3 separate regions of the Mus musculus genome follow, and all the other regions are linked to region 1. A link is a contact called in public Hi-C and Micro-C data. All regions are on one chromosome and are shown on one strand. Each heading gives the region's core, a stretch centred on a gene start, on an enhancer-like site or on the middle of the called end of the contact. The rest is flanking DNA. Distances are from core to core; before and after follow the strand shown.

What was found. A called contact is a pair of places that touch in the nucleus more often than the background predicts.
Region 2: a contact with region 1 is called in a Micro-C map of muscle stem cells, with 5 times the contacts expected there. The contact joins the enhancer-like site here to the promoter of Agpat5 in region 1. A contact is called at or near these places in 3 of 39 promoter capture datasets (frontonasal cranial neural crest, hippocampal neurons and neural stem cells), 4 of 484 Hi-C or Micro-C datasets (muscle stem cells, nephron progenitors and stem cell-derived neurons), 3 of 115 datasets of contacts at active chromatin or transcription factors (the SCID.adh cell line, embryonic stem cells and epiblast stem cells) and 3 of 9 other capture datasets (adipose tissue, liver and pancreatic islet).
Region 3: a Hi-C map of muscle stem cells shows a contact between it and region 1, with 2.5 times the contacts expected there. The contact joins the enhancer-like site here to the promoter of Agpat5 in region 1. A contact is called at or near these places in 1 of 39 promoter capture datasets (macrophages), 4 of 484 Hi-C or Micro-C datasets (muscle stem cells, nephron progenitors and rod photoreceptor), 1 of 115 datasets of contacts at active chromatin or transcription factors (embryonic stem cells) and 3 of 9 other capture datasets (adipose tissue, liver and pancreatic islet).

Annotation. Positions count from the first base shown.
Region 1 is chr8:18,843,686-18,848,155 of GRCm38.p6, forward strand. Agpat5 (1-acylglycerol-3-phosphate O-acyltransferase 5 (lysophosphatidic acid acyltransferase, epsilon)) reads left to right here and starts at 2,594. Exons shown (of 8, transcript NM_026792.3): 1 at 2,594-3,093. The coding sequence starts at 2,875.
Region 2 is chr8:18,724,420-18,728,889 of GRCm38.p6, forward strand. The region is part of intron 12 of Mcph1 (microcephaly, primary autosomal recessive 1); the gene reads left to right. All of the region lies in intron 1 of Angpt2 (angiopoietin 2), which reads right to left. Among named protein-coding and RNA genes, the nearest start is that of Angpt2, 15 kb to the right of the region's middle. Within about 2 kb of position 2,177, at least 69 of the 459 cell types and tissues checked have an H3K27ac peak or open chromatin away from gene starts, as enhancers often do. A contact at or near this core is called in adipose tissue, muscle stem cells and neural stem cells, where this site is marked.
Region 3 is chr8:18,765,421-18,769,890 of GRCm38.p6, forward strand. All of the region lies in intron 12 of Mcph1 (microcephaly, primary autosomal recessive 1), which reads left to right. Among named protein-coding and RNA genes, the nearest start is that of Angpt2, 26 kb to the left of the region's middle. Within about 2 kb of position 2,486, at least 61 of the 459 cell types and tissues checked have an H3K27ac peak or open chromatin away from gene starts, as enhancers often do. A contact at or near this core is called in adipose tissue and muscle stem cells, where this site is marked.

The DNA.
Region 1 (4,470 bases), core at 1,344-3,843:
ACCCTAATTAATTAATTAATTAGGGGAGGAAGACTCTTCAGAGGCTTAGAACATTCAGCCTTTGAAAAGACACTGGATGTTTTTGGCCGAGTCTCTGCTCTGCAGTGTATTTCTTTCTTTTTCTTTCTGTACATCTGCTGTCTCCCATGTGTTTCCTCAATCCCTAATAAACACCTTTCTTCAACTGCTGATTCTGTCTGTGAGGTGTTTGAGATTTCTCTGGTGCCTTAAGGGGGAAAAAAAACTGATCAAGATCTCTAGATTTTATCATCTTCAAGCCTCACCTTGGTTTTTGTTCCTGAAGACTATCACACTGTCATCCTCGGCAGCCAGAGGAGTTCCCCTGGATTTTAGGGACTTCAGCTCGGGCTAAACCAGGATTAGTGGATTTGATGTTGAAAAGAATTTATAGTGAAACATAGCTGGGAATTTTATTACAGGTATTTTAATGTAAGCTTAAGCATAAAGGGTTTTTGTTTTTTTTTTTTTTTTTTTGGTTAAAAAAAACACACAGGCTCACATTGTTAGTATTATCCAGATAAGCTATAGTGGTTCTCAGATTGTGCATCTAAGAGTCACCAGAACACCTTCCTATTTGTCTAGTTTTACAGCTATCTGTGTGTATGGGTGCATGCCATGGACACCTGTAGAGGTCACAGGACAATCTCCAATTCACTTTCTCCTTCCACCACATGGGCTCTGTAATCACTAAGGTTTGTCAATCCTGAGTACAGATGTTCAGAACCATCTTACTGTCTCCTCTCTTCTGATAAAACATGAGGTGGCCCCAGAGACGTTTTAGACAGGGTTATAATCTGATAAGGGAAAAGCCACATGTCCTTTCCTTACAAATGTAATTTCTACAGACATTCCTAGAAAATTGAAACTTTATGGTTGGGAAAGGAGAGGGGGCCCTCAGGTACCTTGTTTTTCTGTTGACAAAAGTTGACTCTTAACATTGTCAAGTAAATGCTCCCACAAATGGATCATCTGACTATTTGCAGAATGTCATAGGCCAACAGAGAGAGAACCCCTGAATTTCCAGAGACCTTCAGGTTGGCTCAGTCCCTTCTTTTTTGATGTGTACCTCAATTCCTGTCTTCCTGAACTCTTGTTTGCCAATCTGAATCTACAGTCTATCTGTCAAACAATTCCTTTGTCTGGACTGGTCTGCTGAACTGACAGTGAATTGTCTTGACAGTTCCTTTGCCTGCCCTTTTACCTCTGCATCTTCATTAAACTGGACAGTTTGTCATATCTGTGACCCACCAACAGCTGCTTTTCCCCTAAAGCTGGGTTTGTGGTTCATGTTATCGTGACAGACACTCTTATAGCCCTGTCAGTTCTCCAGCACTGGCTTCCCAAGGCTTTTAAAACTCCTTTCTTCTTTCTAACTCTTTGTAGTCACTGTAACCTATATATGCATATGTAAACAGAGATATACTTACAGAGTGATGTATGTGTGATCTGAGAGTTAATATTAGTAATTAAGACTGCAATAAAAGAACCTGTGTTTCCCTTAGCAAGGGCTACAGAGTAAAGTGGGCCTCTCTGGTGCCAGCGAAGCCACTGTACTTAGTGAAATTTATTGTCATTCAATACATTCTGATATCGTGTAAACTCCTAAGCACGTCCATCTGACATAGTGTGCTAATGACAGGAGTCACCTGTATGCCTTATGAAGCGCATCTCAGAGGTGATGGGAAAGAAACATGGGGCAAAAGATGAAGGGAAATCCAAGGCAAGGAAGCAGAGACACAGGCGTCAGTGGTGTGGAAAGGGAGAAAACTAGGGGCAGAATAAGTGACCTTAGGGTCACTTAGAGAAACCAACACACACACACACACCCACATATTTAAAACGTACTTTATACAGATCTGAGCGTGCGCACTGACCTGTTTCCTTCTATACCTTCTTGTATAGAATTATCTGGTCTCCACTAGTTAGGGCAGTGAAAGGACCTGGGCCCCTGGATAAGTTTTTGCTGTTACTTAACTATTCTAGTTTTCTGGAGGGAAGAGAACTTATGGATCCTACATGTATAGGGAAATACTTTCCTACACATTGAAAAGAAGAAATGTAGGATATTAGGAAAACGCACAGTAGAAACAAGTTAAAGAGCAAGAGGTTATTAAAGGGCAAAAGTTAAGGCTTTGAAAGATTTAATACAAGGAGGTGACAGTCCCGTGAAAGGTGAACCAAGGGTACAGGAGACGGACCCAGCCTCATTCTGCAACAGCCAAGAGGAGGGAAGGTGTGCTTCCTATGCACGTGGGGGCACGGGTGGCCCTCCGGCACGCGAAGACGCTGCAGTTGTCCATAACCTGCGGCATCGAGCTCCTCCTGTGCTCCACGACTTAGTCGGCTCACGCGTGTCTTGCAGGAAGCATCCTCGTGTCTCCACGCAGCTCTCGCACGCCAGCACAGGCCAAAACCCACCACCTCACTTCTTCCCGGGCTCATCCCCAGCCAGCATTCGCAGTCGAGCATGCGTCGTGACGAGGCCAAGGGACCGAGCCAATCAGAACACGTATTACGCCCATAAGTCGGCCAATCAGGAGGCGCCTTATTACCCGGGAGCCTTGCTTCACCCCGCCTCCCCGCTGACAAGCACGGGTCGCGCGGAGCAAAGCGAGCACCCCGAGGCGAGTGCGCCCGGCAAGCCGAGGCGTGCCCTTTCCAAGGCGGCGAGCAGAGGCCGTCACTGTCCCCGCCGGGTCCCGGGCCCCCGCGGCCCATGCTGGGGGCGGAGCCAGGGCGGAGGGCGGCGGCGCGGCCGGCCCCGCGCAGTGATTGGCGGGCGGCCGGCGGTGGCTGAGGTCCTGGTGGCCGCGCGGGCAACGCAGGCGGAGTCGCGGCTGGCGAGCCGAGAGGATGCTGCTGTCCCTGGTGCTCCACACGTACTCTATGCGCTACCTGCTCCCCAGCGTCCTGTTGCTGGGCTCGGCGCCCACCTACCTGCTGGCCTGGACGCTGTGGCGGGTGCTCTCCGCGCTGATGCCCGCCCGCCTGTACCAGCGCGTGGACGACCGGCTTTACTGCGTCTACCAGAACATGGTGCTCTTCTTCTTCGAGAACTACACCGGGGTCCAGGTGAGGCGCGGCCGCGCAGGGCTGCGTGCGAGCCCTCCCCGCGGCCGGGGCGGCGCTTGCAACCCGGGCGAACACTCGCAGCCCGGCGAGCACGTGCCGCAGCTCACGGCCTCCCGCCGCGGGGGGAAGTTTCTGGTTCTCACTTCGGGGTTCCTTCTGGAACGTCCTGCTGAGGCTGAGTGTGTTCCCGGGTCCGCCCCACCCCCGCCCCGGGCCGGCTGTTACTGCCCATCTCAGTGCCTGCCAAAGTAGGGCACTGAGTCCGAGGTGGTGATGCTGGGACTGGCTTCATTTGCACTTCCGAGGTCTTTTAGATTAGCAAGACCTCTAGGCGCTGACCAAAGTGACAGCTGTGAAGGACGACTCCTGCCTTGGGTTCCTCCCGGGTGAAAGCGAGGGCCTAGGGAGGAAATGAATACATTGGTTACAATAGGAGCCTCACTGTCGATACAGTTCTCTTCAGCTTGGACTGGGCTTCAATGTGGGCTGATCTCTTGTCAGATTGCTTTCTTCCTGCTACTGTTTCTTTCTTTCTTTCCACCCCTCCCTCCCCCCCCCCCGCCCCGTGGAGATTGAACTCTGAAAACAATAAAGAGTAGAAAGCTCTCCTAATGTGAATTCGTTATATGACATCCCATAAAAACCTACAGTTGTACTTCCTTTTTGGTTTTCAGTTTCAAAGAAGAGCTCTGTTTGGGTTCTCCCAGATGTATCTATGACTTTCCCCCCCATTTCTCAGTTCTTTTCATTCTGTGTTAGGGGGGTACTTTGGCGACTGGATCCCTTACTGAGTTTTGCGCCAGTTGGAGATTATGTCTGAGGTAGGGAATTAAGACCTCTCTGAATCACTATCTTTTTAAATGTTTTCCTAGGGAATAGGAAAATCACTGTTGCACATCAAGGTTTCTGAAAAATTGACTTTTAGAATAGGATTTCATTCAGAATTTTTAGGAACCCCCACACTGATGGTTTCAAACCTCCCTCTTACTTTACTAAGTTTGTCAAGTGAATGTATGGTCTAATCGTGGATAAGTATTTAATTTCACTAGCAGAAGGGACAAGACAGCGGGGAGCACAACTTAAAGTTGCTGACCTTGCACATGACAAGTACCCCTCAGACGCTCAGGGACCTCTACTCAAGTGCCACCTATATTCTTGCTGCAGAGACGTTAGGATGAGTCAGAATGAAGCAAAGTTAGTGAGTTTATTGATTGGGAGAGAGGACACGCACTTGAGGGGAGTCAAGTGCAAACCTTATTACCCCCCACCCAGGCTACAGCAGCTGTTTTCTAAGTGATTTTAGGGCTTTTAAGTTAACGCCTTAAAACTAAGATTAAGGAGAAGAGAAGGAAAAAAATGAGTTCTTCTATTCTTTCC
Region 2 (4,470 bases), core at 927-3,426, 120 kb before region 1:
TTTTCTGACTCAACCAGAAGAACGTTAAAGGACAAGATGTTTGAAAATGAAACCTTTAATGTATTTAGCTGTGATCGGGAGTATTTGCTTAACATGGGTGAGTTTGTACCTTTTACCTGGGACTACCTGCGTAACGCCTGGAGCATGAACTTGGGGATTCAAGTTCACTGGCCTTGAACTGTGGATGAAACTGTTCTAGCTGCCTGAGGACAGTTAAAGGATTCAGTTAGGTAAATTGTAATTTAGCATTCCGAAACATGACTCTTTCCGGATCAAGCATAAAAGGCATGTGCCCTTGGAAGCCCAAGAAAGAATTCATACAGTTCCCATTAGTCTAAAAATAAATAACAAATAAAGAAATGTCTGAGTCATGCATTGCATTTGATGGAGTCCAGTGGCAGAGAGAACTTAAGCTGTACTGTGGATGGTGGCTCTGCCCGGTGCTCGGTGGAGTGAGGCCGCAGCGCTCTGAGGAAGTGATACGAGCCAGCTGGGTGGATTTAATTCTGTCTTGGGTTCCTCCAGTGCACTAAGTGTGTCATGCTTTGAGTAGCAATGTGGAAGCCTGGCTGTGCCAGGACCGAGTGGCTAGGGAGGGACTTGCCACTGTCTTTGAAGCTCTCCTGCAGGCATCTCCACGGAGAGGCAAGTTGCAGCTCAGCTCCATAGGAGCTCCTGGGCCAGCTTGTTTAAGTTTTCCATTCCTCGTTGGGAAAAGTAACATAGAGATACTGAGGAGCTTGTCATATAAATGGCAAGTTGTAGTGCTCATTTATAGTGCTTACCTAGTGTGCATGAAGCTCTGGGGTCAGTCCCTAGCACCATATAAGCTAGTTTTGGTCACCAACACCTGTACTCCTGGGACTTAGGAGGTGGAGGCAGAGGGATCAAAGGTTTGTGGACATCCTCCACTATATAATGAGTTCAAGGATAGCCTGGGCTACATGAGGCCTTGCTCTGAATGGAAGAGGAGGAGGAGGAAGAGGAGGAGGAGGAGTCAAGTTGAACAAATTAGCACAGACTCCAAAGTCCACACTAAGGCATCCTGAGTGCCTGCAGTGAGCAGACAATACCATGGAGGGGAGTTTTAAAATGCTCAAGGAAAACTCACAGCATTCAACTCTGTCTACTGTTAGAGGAGCCAGAGGCTCAGAGCCCCCCAGTTGTAATGTCTGATCGTCCTTCTGTGAAGCTGAGTTTCTGGTGGCCGCTCTTGCAGAAAGCAAGCCTGGCAGGATAGAAGATGAACTAGAACTCACTGGGGCAGTGTCCACTTTGACTCCAAAGGAACATTGTGCTGCCTATAGGCTAAATCCACTCCATTCATACTTAAGAAACAACTCCATTCAGAAGGCTGAGGCAAACTGAAGGTCAGCCTGGACTACATAACAATACTTTGTCAAAAAAAAAAAAAGTAAACAAAGGGTCATTTATTTCTTGCAGTTTGTGTGCATTTATGTGTTGAAATGACTGCTAAGTGTTTAAATCATTTGGACCTAATGTACTAGTCAATTCATTTATTAAGTATTTGTTTCAACCTAGGGGTGCTATGAAAGAAGTAATAATTACTGAGACACTCTGGATACCAGGAACTAAGAAAAGTGGAAACACATTGGCCAGAGCCTTGCCCTCTGTGGGATTTCGATTGGAGACCCAGCCCTCCTCCTCCTTCCCTGCCTCCAGTCAAGACATTGCCTTTAGTTGCTATCTGTGTGCTTGTCAGCAAACTAGAAACATGAACAGAAGTGCAGAGTGTCTAAGACCTTAGCGGGGCCTTAGAAGAGGTCTTAGACTTGAGTGTTTTTCTAGCTTGTGATGCTTTGAGGCCCTATCCCCCTTCAGGTGAGCAGCTTTCCCAAGTACCTGATGGCATGTTCTCAGAGCAGCGTGTGGTGCCGTGGGACTCCGCCTGCCCCTGGCCAGTGCATTTTGTGGTAGGCAGAAGTGCAGAAGTGGGCATTGGCTTTCAAAGGGCGATCTTGCCAACTACTGCTTGCTCATGATTTACAGTGCGCCCATCCAGTCCTCACTTGTTCTTAGGTGAACAATTCTAGGACACTCAGTTATATAGGAAAGCCACATTGACTTGAGCGCCACAGCCGTCTCTGAGGGAAAGCCTCGGCGTGCCTCTCCAGAAGCTTGTGGTGAAAGTACAAGGGACCTGAGTCATTTTCCCATAATTAGATGCAGTTCGGAGGTCTGCCCCTCTCCCCAGCCCTCTTGCCTTGCATGCAGGGCTGTTCAGTTGGAAGCTAGTGGAAAATTCCTGTGCCCTTTCACCCTGCTGCCACAAGTTATAAAAAGCGTGCCATTCAGAACTGATTTTTCTCCTGCGTGCTTGGATTTTTACTCACAAAATAAAGGGGGACAGTGAGTTTTAAGAATTATATTCTACTTACCAGTGAGGCTAGGGGCTGTGGTACCACTTGGGATCACAGAGCAGCTGGCCCAGTCTGCTACTTCTTTGGGGGCTCATTAATGATATCACTGAGGCCATCTAAGTGGACCTCTTTTTTCAGAGCCACAATGACATTAGCCCCACAGTTCACTCAGAGTTTGCCCTGCTTGGCGTACTTTGTGGGAATGAGGGGCAAACACAGAAGACTGCAGTAGTAGAGTTTGGTTTTTGTTTTTTTCGTATTGTTAGATCTGTTTGTCTTAATCAAAATATGACTCATCCTGCCCCATTTTCAAGCCAAAGCTCACTGCGGTTATCCTGTGACTTGGCCTAAATCCCCATGATCTGCTTTAATTTGATCTCGACAGTTTCCTTCGGCTGTAGGAATTCAGTGTCAAGTTTACAAAGTGTGGGTGCCAGCTTTAATGTTGCATCTCTGTCACTTACTGAGTCCCCTGGTAGAAGGACCTGCCCTGGGGTTTTACTGCTTGTTGGGATCCACATTCTGAGTGTTTCGTTCCTCTGAATCTTGGCCCCCACCTGGGGTGACGTTCAAGGCCAAAGTTAGAGCTGAAGTGGAGAATTTGCTCCCAGTGCTTTGCTTCTGTTCCAGTATTTTCCAGCTGCGAGGTGCAGACCAACCAAGATCTTTCCCCATTCCTCAATCCTTCAGCCCCCAGCCTCTTTGATGACTCACATTGCCTTAGAGGGCAAAGTCCCTACTAAGGCAACAGCTGCCTTGGAAATACAATGGAAAAGCAGAAGTGAGGACCCGAATCCTCCCTACCCTTTATCCCCAGCAGCCAGGAGCCCCACGTGGGCCAGTTTCAGCCAAGGAACTCTGTTCTCCTGGTACCTTCCCTGCATGTCGAGTAGTCCTGGTAACTGCCCTGGCAGCAGGGGACAGCCGGCTCTCAGAGAGAAGTTCTGAGCCGTGTGAGCTGTGTGTAGTGAGCACACCTCACCTGTTGGAGGGCAGTGCTATCCAGGAAGACCTACGAAAGGAAGAAAGCTCTCAGAGTTCACAGGAGCAAGCTCTAGTTTGGGAAACTTGTATATGCCAGTCTTTCCCTACGCCTTGATGATGGGAAAGGTTGAAAACAGCGGCAAGGTAGCAACATCAGGCCTGAGTGAGAAGCTAGTGGACAGTCGAGCCCGTCCTTCCTCCCCCATCTCACTTTCCCATCACTCGGGCCTTCTGTTGTCTCCGTTCTAACCCTGACCATAACCTTGGGGAGATTCATTACGTGTTTGTCCAGGACTTCAACCCACTGAGGTGATCCCTCTCTTCAGAGCTCCCCCTTGACGCCTCCAGATTGAACAGCACGACCACCACTCAGCATGGGCCCTGAGTGGCCAATTTCATTAGGAAATAAGTTGATCTTGGACTTCACACCAGTCTGCTTTTAAGTCATTCTAACAATAGACTCCAAAGATAACAGTGTAAGGTATAGCACATGGGTTTGGCCAACAGAGAAGTATTGAAGTATTGACTTCCATAAAAGAGCATACGTCCACCTGAACTTACACATGGGTGTGAAAACCTGGCTGTATAACAAATCACTCCCCAGTGATGGCGGAAGCACATTTCAATGCATGCAACAGCGTGAATGAGCCATTGAAAAATAGAATCACCGAGCAGAAGTACAGGCTGCACTGCTCCAGTTATAGGAAATCTAAAACCTATCATGGGTAGCAAAATAAAGATTAGCCTTGAGCGGAAAAGAACCAGCCAGTGAGAGGAACCCAACCCCATCAGCTATGCTGGGCCCCCTCTGTATGCCGGGCTAGGGTGTCGTTACAGACATGTGAGAGTACATTCATCAAAGTGTGCACTTGGGATGAGTGGACTGCAGGCTGTGTAATTTACTCCTTGAAAAACTGAATTAAGTTTCACAATACAGCATAGCCCAGAGCCTAAAGCAGCTGACCCAGCAGTCTGAATGAGGAAAACTAGAGACCTCATCTAGTTGGTGAATGGGGAAATATGGGTGCGGGGGCAGGAGGACCTGATGTGCTCTTCCACAGCTGTTCAGCACTGCTCTGAGAGAATGGCCTTTCCACCTTGATAA
Region 3 (4,470 bases), core at 1,236-3,735, 78 kb before region 1:
TCCCTCCATGTCACCTTTATATCATCCCTGTCAACACTGAAAGAAAAACCTGTCAGGCAGAGTTCCCAGGACTCCCATACCCATCTTATCACCAGATACATGGATATTCTATTCACTGTGGCCACAGATAACAAATGTGTCTCATGAGGGCCTTGTGCCAGCCAGATCCTGCTCTGCCTCGAAACACTGGTGGTGGTGCAAGGATGGAAAGTGGCCAACAGCCTGGAGTGCTGGAGTTCCCCACTAGACCCAAACAGCTACTCCCCCTGAGCATTCCTGAACTTCTCCTGGGGCCTGTTACTGCTTCAGTCAGAGCCAACAAGCTGAGAGCTGGTTCCGGGAAAGACCTGGGCAGAGAGAGCCCTTTGGCTTTCCTGGTTTGTTCCTCTCTAGCAGCATTTGCCTCAGGGAAGTCTTGACACCTCAGCCTCTGCCACCATCAAGCCACTTCTGAATACAGTTCCTTCCTTAAAGTGCATACCATCAATAATGTGACCACCCAAAGTCTCTTTCCGGAGAAGCCCCTCTTAGGCCCCTTCTTGCACCTGTCTCTCTAAACTGTAAGCCCCTGGGAAACAAAAAGCAAACTCTTGGGTTTTGGACTCTGCACTCTCCTACTCCGGCAACACACATGATGTAGAGCCATCTCCTAATCAGTGTGCATTGAGTTAGGTAGCCTCTTTCCAGAATGATCTCATCCTTTTAAATCAACATTATCTCAGTATTTCAGAGCCCCCTCAATGAAGGGAGGATCCCCCACATGCACCATAAACACAACTATGAGGAATGGACATAAGAGTGACCAACATGAGGCCCAGTCAAGACCCTCAGTGGGACCCTTCCCAAGACAAAGCTTTCCAAAGGTCCACTTGATGAGCCGGGGTTGGGAAAGGGTGTCTGTAGTGTAGCTCTTGGAAGGGACAGCAGCAGAGCCCCAGTACAGAACAAGAGTGTCAGAGCTGAGGGCCCAGGAAGAGTGTGGACCAGCTCCTGCACCCCCACCCTGTGCCTCCATTCCTCCCCCTGACTCTTGCCAGGAGAATGGCCGATAGCTGTAAGGTGAATGTCCCTGGAGAGCGCCCTTGACAGTGTAAAGCAGAGTTCTCCCTTGAGTGAGGAAGCCTCTGGAAGACCATTTCAGCTTCCCATGCAAGAGAAGAAGATGAAACCTCATCTCTTGCTATTCAGCTGAAGACATTGGGGCATGTAGGTGAAACATGGCTTGTCAGTGACCTCAGGACAGCAGTAGTATCAGCCACCATAATCCATCATCTGAGAAGCATGTGAGAGTGTGACCTTACTGTGGGTGCCCCTCTGCTCTGTAGAACTAAGAGGTAACCAGCACTTGGAGAATGTGGTCAGACTCCTTAGAGACAGCCCCAGCTGTGGCTTACCCATCAAATGTGATTTAGCTTGTGACTTTGCAAAATACAGTGTGTTGTACAAACTCTGCCTGGGGAGATGTGAACAGAAACATATTTATCTCCCAGACAGGCCACCAATCAGGCCCAAGTGATGAGAGGATACCACTCAAGTCCAGCTTGGAGGACCAATAGAATGACTGCCCTTGCTTAAAAGAAATGTGGGTAACCCCAAGTCAGCTACATCCCCAGAAAGTCTCAGTCTAGCATGGATGCTCCATATGGATGACATGTAGCTGCATAGACACATGTGTGGAGCTCTCATACACTCACTTAGCCCTCTGTGTATGCTAGCTACCACTTCCGAAGACCAGGAGACCATGTGCAGCCGGGGCAGAATTAAACAGGCTGGGAGCTAGACACCAGAGGGACAAGTGGAACTCTCAGGTACGGGTCCCATAACCCTTCCCACTGCTTCCTTCTTGTTGGTAATGTCAATGCTAGAACCTTGAGGTTCTCTTGTGAGTGGTCACAATCTCTCTGGTTAAAATAGCTGTTATGCTTGGAGGACAGCATCGCACAGCACGGTGCTTTATGACCGAAAAGCAAAATGCACAATTGCCCCTGCTTAGCTGGGGACAGAGAGAATGGGGTACAGTGCTGCTGGCTTCTAGCTACTTAAGCTATGTATTTTATACCCCACCCCACCCCTGGCCCTATTTAGATGATATTGCGCCACCACGCCCGGCTGATATTTCTCAAAGTAAATACAAGTGGGGCTTTTAAAGGTCTTCATAAAAGCGAAAATGTAAAGAGCTCCTGGGAAATGAGGCTGTCCTTTCAACTTGGCTTCCAACCCACTTCCGCAGTCATATAAATAGGAAGGCCTCTTCCTCGTTTCAATATCTTAAAAAGAAACCTTGATGTTACGTGTTGACCTAAGAGGAATGCCTTCCTCCTAGGGCAGACGGAAGGATATTCTTCAGGAATGCGAAGCTTGTGACAGGAATTATTGATACCTTTGGAATTTTTTCCCAAGTGACTCAGGGCTTCTTCAAACCATTACCTAGGAATTAGTCAGGGACTGCGTGTCGCCGTCCCCAACTGTTTTAAAGCAGAGCTGAGCACAGCGTAAGCGAGAAAGGCGCGAATGTGCCTTTGCGTGGTCTTCCCGCGCTGGGTGACTCTTGTTTTCCTGCACACTTTAATTAGAATGTTTCTACATTTGCCAAAGAAAATGTTGGAATGGAGACAAAACCGTGAAATTATAGGAACAGGGCTTGATGTAATAGCTTATTTGTGAAGGAAGCACAACTTGTTTGGTATTTTATTGAAGCAGGAAGTTCGGAGCCTCAGAACACACAAGCACAACAAATTCTCAGGTGCCGCTTGAGTCATCTGCTGTTGGCAGCGCCACTGGTAGCTTTCCCTGCGCTGACTTTTATCTTCTGGTTTGTTTTTTCTTTTTTGCAGAGTCACGAGGGTCAGGTGGGGTAGGAAATGACACAGAGCTTTAAAAAGATTGTGTAATTTTTTAAAAAAATGTACAGGTTGTGTACATTTTTTAAAGATAAGCTATGAGGATTAAACAGAGCAGGTCGGGCAGCCTCCCCTTAACCATATTGATACTTTTTTTGTACTTATCAACTTACAAAACAAGGAAACGTGAAATAAAATGAGAATCTGCCTGAAATGGTAACTGTCGCTCTGGGGAATCAGGGAATCGTATAGAGACAATCAAGATGAGAAGCGCTGTGGTTTGTTTCTCTGTTTTCTATTGGCTTTTGGCCACGGGAACTGAATGATAGACCCACAGCATTAAAAAGTTTGAGAAATATCTCGGGCTGACTGACACCGTTTTGTTTCATATGCAGAAATCATTGAGTTTCTGTCTTGTTTTTTGTTTCTGTCTGAAAACTCGGGTCTAGATGGTGCTTTGAGATGTGTAAAAATCTCCAGCCACCCTGGCACCACATGGTGGGTGTATTAAATACCTGTGAGTTTTCTGTCAAGTGACTGCTCCTGGTAGCACTTGAGTGAAGTGCTGGGATGGGATCCGATGGAGAGGAGGGAGGGAGGGCGGGGGGGCGGGGATAAGGGAAGGCAGGACCCAGGTCCTATCTGAATTGCTGTGTATCCTGCAGGATGTGAGGCTGGTGACCAGTTCACGGCTAGTAACCAAGCCTGTGTGGAGACAGGTGACAAGGCAGAGTCGTGCCTCAGGAAGGAGCATGCGCAGATCCCACAGATCAGGCATTAACTAACTGCCTAAGGGCTAAGAGCCAGCGCCAGCAGGGTGGGGCTTCATTCACTACCTGGCATGAGGGCACCTTCCTGGTGATACTTGAGAGATTATCTCTCTGCAGGTGAAATGAGCCAATTCAAAGCAAAGTAGGTTATATTAAATGCAGATTTATTGAGACTCTGCTCTCTCATAAAGATAGGTGAGTTCACTGGCCCCCAAGATCTAAGGCCAGGAAAGTCACTATGGAGAAACAGAGGGGGCGGAGCATACACACAGAGAGAGAAGTGGAGAAGAGAGAGGCACCAAATATCCTTTATCTATATAAGATATTATATGCTAATTAGGTATGCTAATTATGTATGCTAATTAGGGACTGAGGGATGCCAGGCAACCTTGGGGCCAGGTCTGCTTTGGTATGTAAAATATGCACCTCAGTCCCTTGTCAGAGTCCAAAACCTTTGTTCTTCATGTATATCCCATTATATATGAGGATCACTGCCTTTTGCTTTCTGTATGCCTGACTCTGCTTTTATTGGTCCTTTAAATGTGTCTTAGAAAACAGACACCATCAAATTCCACCCTGCTGCTAAATTTCCTCTTGTTGGCAGGTTCAAGGTCATGCCAGAGTATGTGGCATTTGAAGTGCTTTCTGACCCTGCTCTCTGCCAGTTACAGCTCTTCCCTTCTTTCTCCCTACCCACACTAGAGCCAGCCTGCCCTCCCACAAACCATAGCTTCTTAGTCTCTATCGTGAACCTTGCCCTGCCTGTCCCTCTGTACATGTGCATGCCTATCATACACACATGCATGCACATATCCCCTCAGCATGTGCATCTCCGTTGTACTGCTAGTCCCGAGTTGCGC